Linked DNA regions of Mus musculus: region 1 is linked to region 2. The links are chromatin contacts, called in public HiCAR-type maps. All regions are on one chromosome and are shown on one strand. The core of a region is the stretch at or near the end of the contact, and the rest is flanking DNA. Distances in the headings are between cores, read along the strand shown. Region 1 overlaps Kifap3 (kinesin-associated protein 3). Region 2 overlaps Gorab (golgin, RAB6-interacting).

The links. HiCAR-type assays count read pairs that join an accessible place to other places.
Region 1: a HiCAR-type map of fibro-adipogenic progenitors shows a contact between it and region 2, with 3 times the contacts expected there. The contact joins two enhancer-like sites. A contact is called at or near these places in 7 of 39 promoter capture datasets (the 3T3-L1 cell line, 3T3-L1-derived adipocytes, the C10 cell line and 4 more), 7 of 484 Hi-C or Micro-C datasets (CD8 T cells, the G1E-ER4 cell line, the P5424 cell line and 3 more), 3 of 115 datasets of contacts at active chromatin or transcription factors (the NIH/3T3 cell line, embryonic fibroblasts and fibro-adipogenic progenitors) and 1 of 9 other capture datasets (embryonic trunk).

What each region holds. Positions count from the first base shown.
Region 1 is chr1:163,891,820-163,897,368 of GRCm38.p6, forward strand. The region is part of intron 19 of Kifap3 (kinesin-associated protein 3); the gene reads left to right. Among named protein-coding and RNA genes, the nearest start is that of Scyl3, 35 kb to the right of the region's middle. Within about 2 kb of position 2,187, at least 9 of the 459 cell types and tissues checked have an H3K27ac peak or open chromatin away from gene starts, as enhancers often do. A contact at or near this core is called in fibro-adipogenic progenitors, where this site is marked.
Region 2 is chr1:163,381,140-163,386,150 of GRCm38.p6, forward strand. It overlaps Gorab (golgin, RAB6-interacting), which reads right to left. Exons shown (of 5, transcript NM_178883.6): 5 at 3,764-5,011. Among named protein-coding and RNA genes, the nearest start is that of Gm24940, 19 kb to the right of the region's middle. Within about 2 kb of position 1,507, at least 113 of the 459 cell types and tissues checked have an H3K27ac peak or open chromatin away from gene starts, as enhancers often do. A contact at or near this core is called in fibro-adipogenic progenitors, where this site is marked.

The sequences.
Region 1 (5,549 bases), core at 937-3,436, 510 kb after region 2:
TTGTTTTGTTTTGTTTTGTTATTTTGAGACAGGGTTTCTCTGTCTGTCCTGGAACTCACTTTGTAGACCAGGCTGGCCTTGAACTCAGAAATCCGCCTGCCTCTACCTCCCTAGTGCTGGGATTAAAGGCGTGCGCCACCACTGCCCAGCTTCTAGAATAATACTTAGTTAAATAAGTTTATTCTTAATTTATTTTTTCGCTTATTCAGATATCTTTAGTTATTTAAGATTCTCTTTTTTTAAGTGATGATTTTTATTCTTTGAGAATCTCATACATACATAAACTGTGTTTTGACTATATCTACCTCCCATTTCTTTCCTACACCTCCTCTGCGATGAAATTCTCCTTTGACAGTAGAAAACCATGGATCTTCAGTTAGGCATATTTATTTTAATTCTGCAAATACTTAAACATATTAAATTGCAATAATTATTCACACATTTTGTTACGATGATCTAGCTGTGTGATGTTCCCAATCTGAAATCTTAAACTACAAGGTAGATCTTAGTTTCTCATATGTAGGAGATAAACTTTAAAACTCATTAAATAATATCAAATCAAAATGCTGATTATGCACAAAAGAAGTTACTTGATATGCACTCACTGATAAGTGGATATTAGCCCAGAAACCTAGAATATCCAAGATACAACTTCCAAAACACAAGAAAATCAAGAAGGAAAACCAACTCGTGGATACTTCATTCCTCCTTAGAATAGGGAATAAAATATCCATGGAAGGAGTTGCAGAGACAAAGTTTAGAGCTAAGACCAAAGGATGAACCATCCAGAGACTGCCCCACCTGGAGGTCCATCCCATAATCAGCCACCAAACGCAGACACTATTGCATACACCAGCAAGATTTTGCTGAAAGGACCCTGATATAGCTGTCTCTTGTGAGGCTTTGCCAGTGCCTGGCAAATACAGAAGTGGATGCTCACAGTCATCTATAGGATGGAACACAGGGCCCCCAATGAAGGAGCTAGAGAAAGTACCCAAGAGCTGAAGGGGTCTGCAACTCTATAGGTGGAACAACAATACGAGCTAATCAGTACCCCCAGAACTTGTATCTCTAGCTGCATATGTAGCAGAAGATGGCCTAGTTGGCCATCATTGGGAAGAGAGGACACTTGGTCTAGCAAACTTTATATGTCCCAGTACAGGGAGGGGGAAAGCCAGGGCCAAGAAGTGAGAGTGAGTGGTTGGGGAGCAGGGTAGGGGGGAGGATATAGGGGACTTTTGGGATAGCATTTGAAATGTAAATGAAGAAAATATCCAATTAAAAAAAGCAAAAAAAATGCTGATTATGAAAATTTCCATTTTATTAACTGACTTTAAATAATATAAGAATATATTTCCATAAATGTTCCATTCACTAACCTGAAATTGTTGTCTTTAACTCTCACCTCTCCTGGTGTTGAAAAGACAAAGAACTTAGGCTGTGGATTTAAAATCTGACAAGCCTGGTTACCCTTAGAGGGAAGAAGTGCTGCCTCTGGAGCCTCTCCCTAAGTCAGGGAAATATCCAGATTACCTACCAACTCTTCCCTGCTTCCTCATCATTGTCTTGAGGACAGCTAAACCTAGCAAAGTTATGTAGGGAAGAATAGTAAAAGATTAATGCGGAAACAGGAGCATTGTCTCATCAACACTATTTGTAGTGATTGGCAGTGGCATGTATGACAGAGCATGAGAAAGTTACAGCAATGGGAAGTGCCACCGCCACTCGACTTCCATGGCTTTCAGGCTTTATTACGGGAACATTTCAATTTGAGTAGCTTCCTGTAAAGCAGTTGATCCCGGGTGCCTGCTAGGTAAAGAATTAATTTTTATGTTTGATAATTAAAAGATATATGAATTAAAATCTGAGAAACTAAGCCAAATTGAAAAAAGTGTTAAGACCTAATCTATATCGTTGCTTTTCCTAAGCTCAAGTCAAAGGTGCTTCGTAGTCTGAGGGTCTGCATTTCTGTAATGTGGTGAGTCAGTTTAATTGGAAACAGTGAAAGCTGTTAAACTCATCTATCTCATTCTACAAGAGAGACCGGACGTTTGATAAAATAGATACTGGCAGTTGGACAGCAAATCCTTGGCTTTAGACACGTGTCACTATTGGTTTGAACCTCTTGGCGCCAGGGTTTCCCGACATTTAGAGCTAATGCAAAATGCATTAGGGCTCCAAGGCATTAGCTCTGAGGTTGCCAATCACAGTGTCAAATGTAAATCTCCCCAGCTCTGAACTGGGGTTGGGAGTGAAGTGGAACTTGGTATTGAAGCTAATTAAAAATAATGGGAGCAAGGCAAGGTTTTTGGTTGTTTTTTTTTTTTTTTAATGTTATGTACTATGTATTCATGCCATATTTTTGGACATTTTTTTATTATAACTCTTACTTTTCAAGACTAACAAGAACCTCATGTTGAGAGTATTCTTAAACTGCTTCCAGCTTTTACAAATCAGTTTTTGTTGCAGTAAAAATGGTCCATTTTCCTTTTATAGGAATCCAATTTTCATAAACTGGAAAAAAAAAACGCAGTCTGCTTCAGTTTCCTTGGGGCTTTGAAAAATATTTTTCAGAGAGCCTGGCGCTCTTTGTTATTGGTAGGATGATGTCATCACTGACCATCTCGCTGAGGTCAGAGTGAAGTGGACTCGCCCATGACCTGTTCCCTGCTTCATACGCCTTCGTTTTCTGTGTGTTAGTTACAACCTCTTGTCTTTTTTCTTAGCGTATTTACTGTTATTTGTTTTGTGCTTGAGCTTATATATTATACATGTATGCCTTTCACTGAAGCCTCCTTATCTTGTGAACCATTAAATAACGGCTGAAGTGTTAGTTTCAGGATCATAATGAAGTAGCAGATTATTTCTCTGAATGAAAGAATCATTTAGACCATAAATTTTAACCATAAATTACACTTCCATATTGACTGTACCTGCCATGGCATGCATGTGGAGATGAGAGGGAAACTGCAGGCATCAGTCCTTTCCTTTCATCATGGACCCCAAGTATTAAATGCGGGTGGTCAGACCTGCTAGGAAGCATCCTTATACTACCAACCACTTAGTTTTTCATGTGTTGTTTTTCCTATCACTAGGATTCTGTGTATACAAGTGAGAGTCACTTCTTTCACTCTAAGGCTGCCCTTATCCCCCATCAAAACCCTAACTTACCAGGTTTAGGACAAGGCCATTATCAAACAATATATAATCTTAAAAATAAAATAACTCATTCAGTGTCCTGTATATTTAATGCACTGCTAAACTTCTATACACTGAGTTCTTGACGTGGTTATATGTGTAGGTCCCCAAAACACCTTAGTTCTGGAGACTTGCAGGCATGTTTAAAAGAACTGCTTATAGGTTTAAATAAAGTTTTTTTTAAAGCCTTGATTAAAAGAAATACAGAAGAGGGGCTGGAGAAATGGCTCAGCAGTTAAGAGCACCACCGCTTCTTTAGAGGACCTGAGATTCAATTCCCAGTACCCACATGTTGCCTCACAAACATCTGTAACTCCAGTTCCAAGGGATTTGATGACCTTTTCTGACCCTGTGAGCAGCAGGCACAAACATGGTATACACAGACCCAGGTAAAACACTCATACATACAAATGAGAAAATAATTTTTAAAGACACAGTTTCTTTATAAATACATATGTATGTATATTGAGAATATAACAGCAAGGTTGAATAGCAGTATAGCATCCCATTACTTTAAAAATTGCTTTGTTTTATAATGATGCTTCTACCGGAAAATATGTAGATCTATGCAAACTTTTATAATATATTGAAAATTAATTATGAATATTAAGTTATCGAAGGGATTTTTTAGCTTATGTAAAAACATCTCAAACACAGTAGTAAATGCTGTCCAGGTCTAAATCAGAGGAATAATTAAGCTCTTTCTAGTTTTGTCAGGATTGATGGAGTGGAAATATGTCGCAGAATTTCCTGAAATTAATAAAATCATTCATAAGCTATATAACAAAGGAAATCATGCCTAAAACAGTGCAGTGATCACTCTCCCTGTAAACTTGTAGGATGCAGAAACCTGCTGAGCATGAATGGCAGGAGCTCTAAGATGTCCGTGGTGGGGAAACTCACATAAAGGTTGTTTTCATTAGGAGACTTGCTATGTGAAAGGATCCTTATGAGAAATTTTATTATACTTTCTGGATATTACCAATTGCATTTCTCAAAGTAAAGTATTCCTAGGAACCTTTAAATTTTTCCAAGAAAATGTTTAAGACTTTTTAAAAATCTGAGTACACCAAAGCTAATGACTCACATGCCTCTGACCGTCATACCTGCACATGTCACATTTGATCAAGTCATGTATGTGAAGAGGGTGAAGAGTGAAAATAGAAATTAAGGGTCAGAGATTTTTAGGGAACCAACCGGAACTGGGCAGTGATAAATACTGAAGCCCTTAAGCTCAGTCCGAGGAGCAGCCTTTGTTGCACACGGTTACTGCATCCAGATGACAAGGACATCAGACGTTATTCCTGGTGACCTCTGTTTGAGGCAGTAGAGAGAAAATGTTTTTAAAAGGGAGGTATAACATTCACTTCATAGCAAGACAAATTATAAACCTATTTTGCTTTAATACATTTGGACATGTCTTCTTGCAAATTGGTATTTCACATTTTCTTGAAGGCAAGCTATGAAGAGTATATTAACGCATTAAGTAATTAGTTCATTACCTTAAACTCTCTCTAAAGAGTAAATCCAGTTGTACTAAAATGAAAGTGAAAGAATGAGGTTGTCTCATTTGGTTGGAGAGTGATTGTCTTGTGCAAGTCCCTTCTAAAGAGAATGGTGCTTCTCTGGTGCCTGTTAAATACATCCCTGTGAGTTTGCTCTACTTGTCTTACTTGTCGTTTTTATTGAGACTTTTTAGAGACAGCTTCTTTAGTGCGGTGAAAAGGCCTCCCTCCACTGCTTGGACACTAATTATTTGCATTTCCCATGGAAAATTGAATTAGATTTTATTAGTAAATTGGGCCTATAACCTTTAAGGCTAGATTTTATTAGATTATTAAAGCTAGATTTATTAGATCAGCATTAGCAAACTGTAAATGTTACTAAAAAATAGAAATGCAAGCCAAAAATCACTGGAACCTTGGGAAGATGTCTTTCCCTGGAGAGGTTGCAGTGTCGCTTGGAAAGCTATTTTCAGTTATTTCCTTTCCTTTCACAGTTAGAAGCACGAGAGCTTGGCAGTGGATGGCCCTCACTGGGGCAGTGCCGTTTCTATCTGGTGGTCAGAGCAAAGCTTTTGGATGCTTACTAGCTGCGTAGAAAGCCCAAAGGTTTTTCTCAAGGGAAACCACATTATTGAGACGTTATTAAGACTTTCATTTAGGAGGAAAAAATACTGCTATAACTGAATCTACAAGTAAAATAATAGAACTGAATCCTATAAAAATGTTAACACATCGACTGTACACAGCCTTGTGTTTAAAGACATGACATGGGTGTTAACCCTGGCTTGGCTGGGAAATTGAACACATCACCACCATTTAAGAGTGATCGTCTAGTGGTAAAGTTCA
Region 2 (5,011 bases), core at 257-2,756:
TGGGAGAGGCTTTTTTCCTTCTTATCTACCCGATCAAATTCCATCCAAAGAGGAACACAAATGGCTGTAATGTCCTTTCTAGAATTTCATTGCCAACTTCATATTACAGGAAGAATGAAAGTCTAACATCATGTAGAATACAGAGGAGCCTCTTTCCAAGCCATTGTTGGCTCTTCTATTAGTTTTACAAAATGATTTGCTTGCCTTCTGAAATTACCTACACTCCACTCTCCCTTCTCTGTAAAAGTACCCCACCATCAACTACCTGTCCTCTTGGGTGTCACGCTATCTCCTGTATGTCTACATGTTGGTAGATTTTGTATTTCCTGTTCACCTGTCTACTGCTAGCTTATGTCATAGATTAAAATTCCAGAAGAGTGGCCCAGTGTGCTGGCTCTTGCTTGGAATCCCAGTGATTGGAAGGTTGAGGCAGGCAGACCAAATTCATGGCTAGCCTGGTAGAGGAAGCAAGTTTTAGGCCAGCCAGAGCTACCTGGTGGGACTGTCCAAACATCCCTCTCCCTCACCACTCTCCCAACCCACGTCACTGAAGCCTTAGATGGGACATTTGGATTTCCCTACATTGCCCTCCGTTCTTTTCCTACAAACTGATTTTAAAAGTGAAAACCCGTCACCTGAAAAGGCTCTGAGCCCAGAAAAGCCACTGCTTGCTCTGACAGGTTTAGGACATGGCTTTGCCCTGGACCTCAAGACATTAAGGCACACAGAAACTCATTTCAGCCACACTTTTATCATCTTCTGAACTGGGAGGACTCAGGACTGTGGGAGAAGAATTGTCAGCTTCCAGCTTCCATCTGAAGACATTCCAGAGCTCCCTTCAGTTGGAACTTTCTTTCTCCACCTTACAGTTACTGAGTATCTCACCTCTTACCTTGGACAGACCTGTCCCCAACATGGGGGGGGGGGCGAGTTTGGTTAGCCACTTGATCCAGGGGCCTTCCTGTCTTCTCTGGGTAGCACAGAGGTAGGGCAGAGAAAGCTTAGTCTTAGTCTAAAGCAGATCTCGGTGGCACTAAGGCCCCATCTGATTGGAGGGACATGAAGTAAGCAAGCCAACATATGGAAAATGACTCGTGTGTTCCTCAGCACCTCCCAGCAATAAAGCCCAAGCCCTAACAACGAATCATAAACCTGACAGACTGTATAGATTTTCAAGTTTGCGACTGAATTGCTTTGTCTTTGCTTGGCTAAGTAAATAAGTTTCTAAGCGAAGCCTCTGGTGTAGCCTCAGAAAGCTGGATGAAACCAACAGCCACACGGACTGTACACATGGCCTTATTACCCAATCTCTGAAGCTCACAGAATGACTTTTCTAACTCCGGTTACTCATTTCCTTCTTCTCCTTGTAATGGCACCAGACCTCAAAAGATCATTTCATCCCTTATAGGATGAACCTTTGGCCTAGTGACGTACCCCTTAGGCATCCTACAATCTCTGAGCAATGTTACCCCTGTCACATCTTATTGCTTAATTCTGTGTCTATTTTAGGTTCCTGGAGTCATTTGGCTTGGAGAGAACTTTCTGACGTGATCTCCCAACAGGCCTAGTGTTGACTCACCTTCACTTCTCATGGTTCCATTGCTAGCTTGTCCTGGCTTACGCCATTACTGCCCCTTGCTAGCTTGTCCTGGCTTACGCCATTACTGCCCCTTGCTAGCTTGTCCTGGCTTACGCCATTACTGCCCCTTGCTAGCTTGTCCTGGCTTACGCCATTACTGCCCCTTGCTAGCTTGTCCTGGCTTACGCCATTACTGCCCCTTGCTAGCTTGTCCTGGCTTACGCCATTACTGCCCCTTGGTTTGACAACTGTACTGAGCTCCTACACTCCTGTTATTATTTCCCTTCCAGGAAGATACCTTCAACATTTTATCATAACAGTGTCTTTATTTCTTCCAGTAGTTGATGAGGATTTGTACTGGCTACCCTAGTGGATTGTCTAACTTTCAATACATGATACCTACCTACCCCCACTTCTTTGTACTCTTACTTTGGTAACGAGACTGAAAAAAAAAATCTTCCAATCTGACTCATTGTTTAACATGGATATTTTGTTTTTAGTGGTAAAAGTCAAGTAAAATAATGTAGTAGTTCTTAGTCACAACGCCCAAACAACTGGATGGAATATCTAAAAGTAGAATTATCCATGTTTAATATTCTAGCCACTTACTTTGCTTTCCTTAAAGATACTGTGCATCGGAGTATAAGATGTTAATCATATTCTGTTAATTAGACCATAAGCTTAGTGAAGAGGGGCACAGACCATACACATCTGTATGAGTTGTTACATGCAGCTGCTTGATCCACTGCAGAGATGACATTGCATTTTGGAGACAGCTGCTTGGGATTAGGATCTTGCAAAAGTACTCTAACATTACGGTGAAGGTAGCCTGGGGCCCCCGCACACTCCACCCCATCTCTCCAGAGAACAGCACAAGTCAGGCCTGGGGTAGATCTATGCTGAGAGGAGGGATAATTACCCTGGACCAGCTTGGCCTCGGGTCGCAGCTAGCAGACTGAGTTATATCTATCAGGGCTTTTTAAAATGCTGACTTGGCTCCTTAGAAATACAAAACCTCAAACATCATTTCTAAAGGTCACTGGGAATGGGCTGGGTCAGAATAACTTGAGTCAGTTCTGGGCCAATACTATGAAAGAGGAAGTGGCTGAGCAGTTAGATAAGCTCCTGCAGAGTACTACATTGCTAACTCCAAACAAAGAAGAGGGCTTTAGAGCTGAGTTTCTACTCTGTAAGTCAAATGCCCATCAAGCAATGAAGTCTGCTCCCTTAATCGCAATCAGAGATCTTTATCATGACTTGCAAATCAGCTGTGCTCTCCTGAGAACAGATTTGCCACCTGTAAGCACTGTAATTCAGCAAAATTATGCAGAGGTGAAATTTTTGAGAAAAAAAAAAAAAAAAAAAAAGGTTATTTTCAACACAAGAACCATCCTTACAGGAACTCTGCTTCTCTGAAGCCCATAGAAACAGCCCGTTTAAAACAGACAAACAAACAGAAACAGTTACAGGGAATCGAGTTTTAAAAGAACTCTTTAAATTCAAATTCAAAACAGGATTGTGCTCTTCAGTAAGTGCAGTTTACAACTCTCTGGTAAACACTACCTGCTAACAGGGACAAGCAGGATGATGGTTAGTAATTTGGGCCTAATTCCCTTCACAAAAATGGACTTGTTTTAATCGACCGAAGCTGACGAGGCACAGTTTAAAGGATGTGTTCCAGGGCTATCCTGGGGAAGTCAGTGCACATGGTCCTCACATCAGGACCCTCCAGTTCTCACCCATTTGCTCTGGAGCCTTACACACATGGGCTGCAGCTGCCTTTGTATAAAACTGTTGCAATATAATTCTGTCACTTATATCATCACCTGAGCATTTAGATACCACCCGAGGAAAGCTGGTGAGACAATGCTTTGTCAAAATAATGGCTTCAGTGGAACTTTCATAGCACACATTTGAAAGCATCAACACACACACACACACACACACACACACACACACACACACGGGGAGGGGAGGGACTAGTTAGAAAACAAAATTGTTAGTAGATGGATGCGGTGAATTTTATGGGTTGAAATAGGCAGAAACTGTAACAGAAGTACAGAACTCTGCTAGGTGCAGTAGACAGTACAATTCTTCTGGGATTCTCTGGGATTCTGGGATTCCATACACATGCTATTTAACACAGATTAAATGGTGTGAAAGACCATATTAAATGACAGACCATACTGTAAACTTATCAGACTTGTTTATTCCTTAGAAAAATAAGACTGTATTGGGCAATGAAGTTTTAAATTTGTATGCGTCTCATTCATAAATAAAAACAACACTATGGAAATAAATGCTTGTGTTTAGAAATCAGTAATGGACAATTATACTTGTGGCTCAGATCATAGAAAAAAATACAAAGCATCCTTACTATCAGAAGATGTCTTAGACAATAGTCTAAAAATAGGACATCCCTAACGTTTCTACAATGTATTATGGAAACAGCTGTCTTTATCTCCTTTAAAATACAGCTCCTTTTTTATGAATGAAACACATTTTTCATTTTTTGTGATTTCTGAGAAATCGATAATTTAAGGTAATATTTGTGGCAAAACTAAGACATTTATACACATTCAAATCTAGCACAATGCACCAGTCAAGTTTTTGGGAACAGGTGATTGACAAACTATGAAAGCAATTAGAAAATGAGTGCTTTAACGATTTCAATGCTTCATGACAGAAGAAGCAATACCTGACATATAAATATCCACATTACAGAGCTTCAGCGAGAGAATACATCATTGTTGGATAATCAATGAGACTTGCCACTCTCAGAGTCACTTTAGAAACATTTTCATTGTCTAAAGTTTCCCTGTCCACTCATTAAGGAAAACAGAAGAAAGTAAAGGTAAAGCCACACATTCACAGCTTATCTATGGATGTGGATCAACTAGCCACAATTCAGGTGGGAACGAGAAACCATTTACTGACAAAGTAAAGGGAAAATAATGTTGGCTTAGGTTGTCTTCCAACTTGTGTCTACTCACTCTAGTAGCATCCGGGTAGGTAAGTTAACCCGTTTTTTCTCTCCTTCTCTCTGTATATAAGAATTGTTGTCTTTTTAATGACTACATAGAAGGCCACAAAGTCTCAGTGTTCTCTCACAAGTTAAGTTTGGCCAAGGACTAAGAAGTCATGTAGTTTTTCTTCTACCACTGTGCTTGGTTTGTAGTGTTTAAGGTCAAACCCAGTTCTCTCACAAGTTAAGTTTGGCCAAGGGCTAAGAAGCCATGTAGTTTTTCTTCTACCACTGTGCTTGTAGTGTTGAAGGTCAAACCCAGGGCCCCGAGCACTCCCACCCTGTGAGTCACCTATTCTAACTCAGTGACAAGGCTTGAAGGAACCCCAACTTCGAGGGGTCAACACTCCCTGGATAGGAAACAGTCACTACTTCTGACTTTGGAATGATCTGACATGCTAACATAC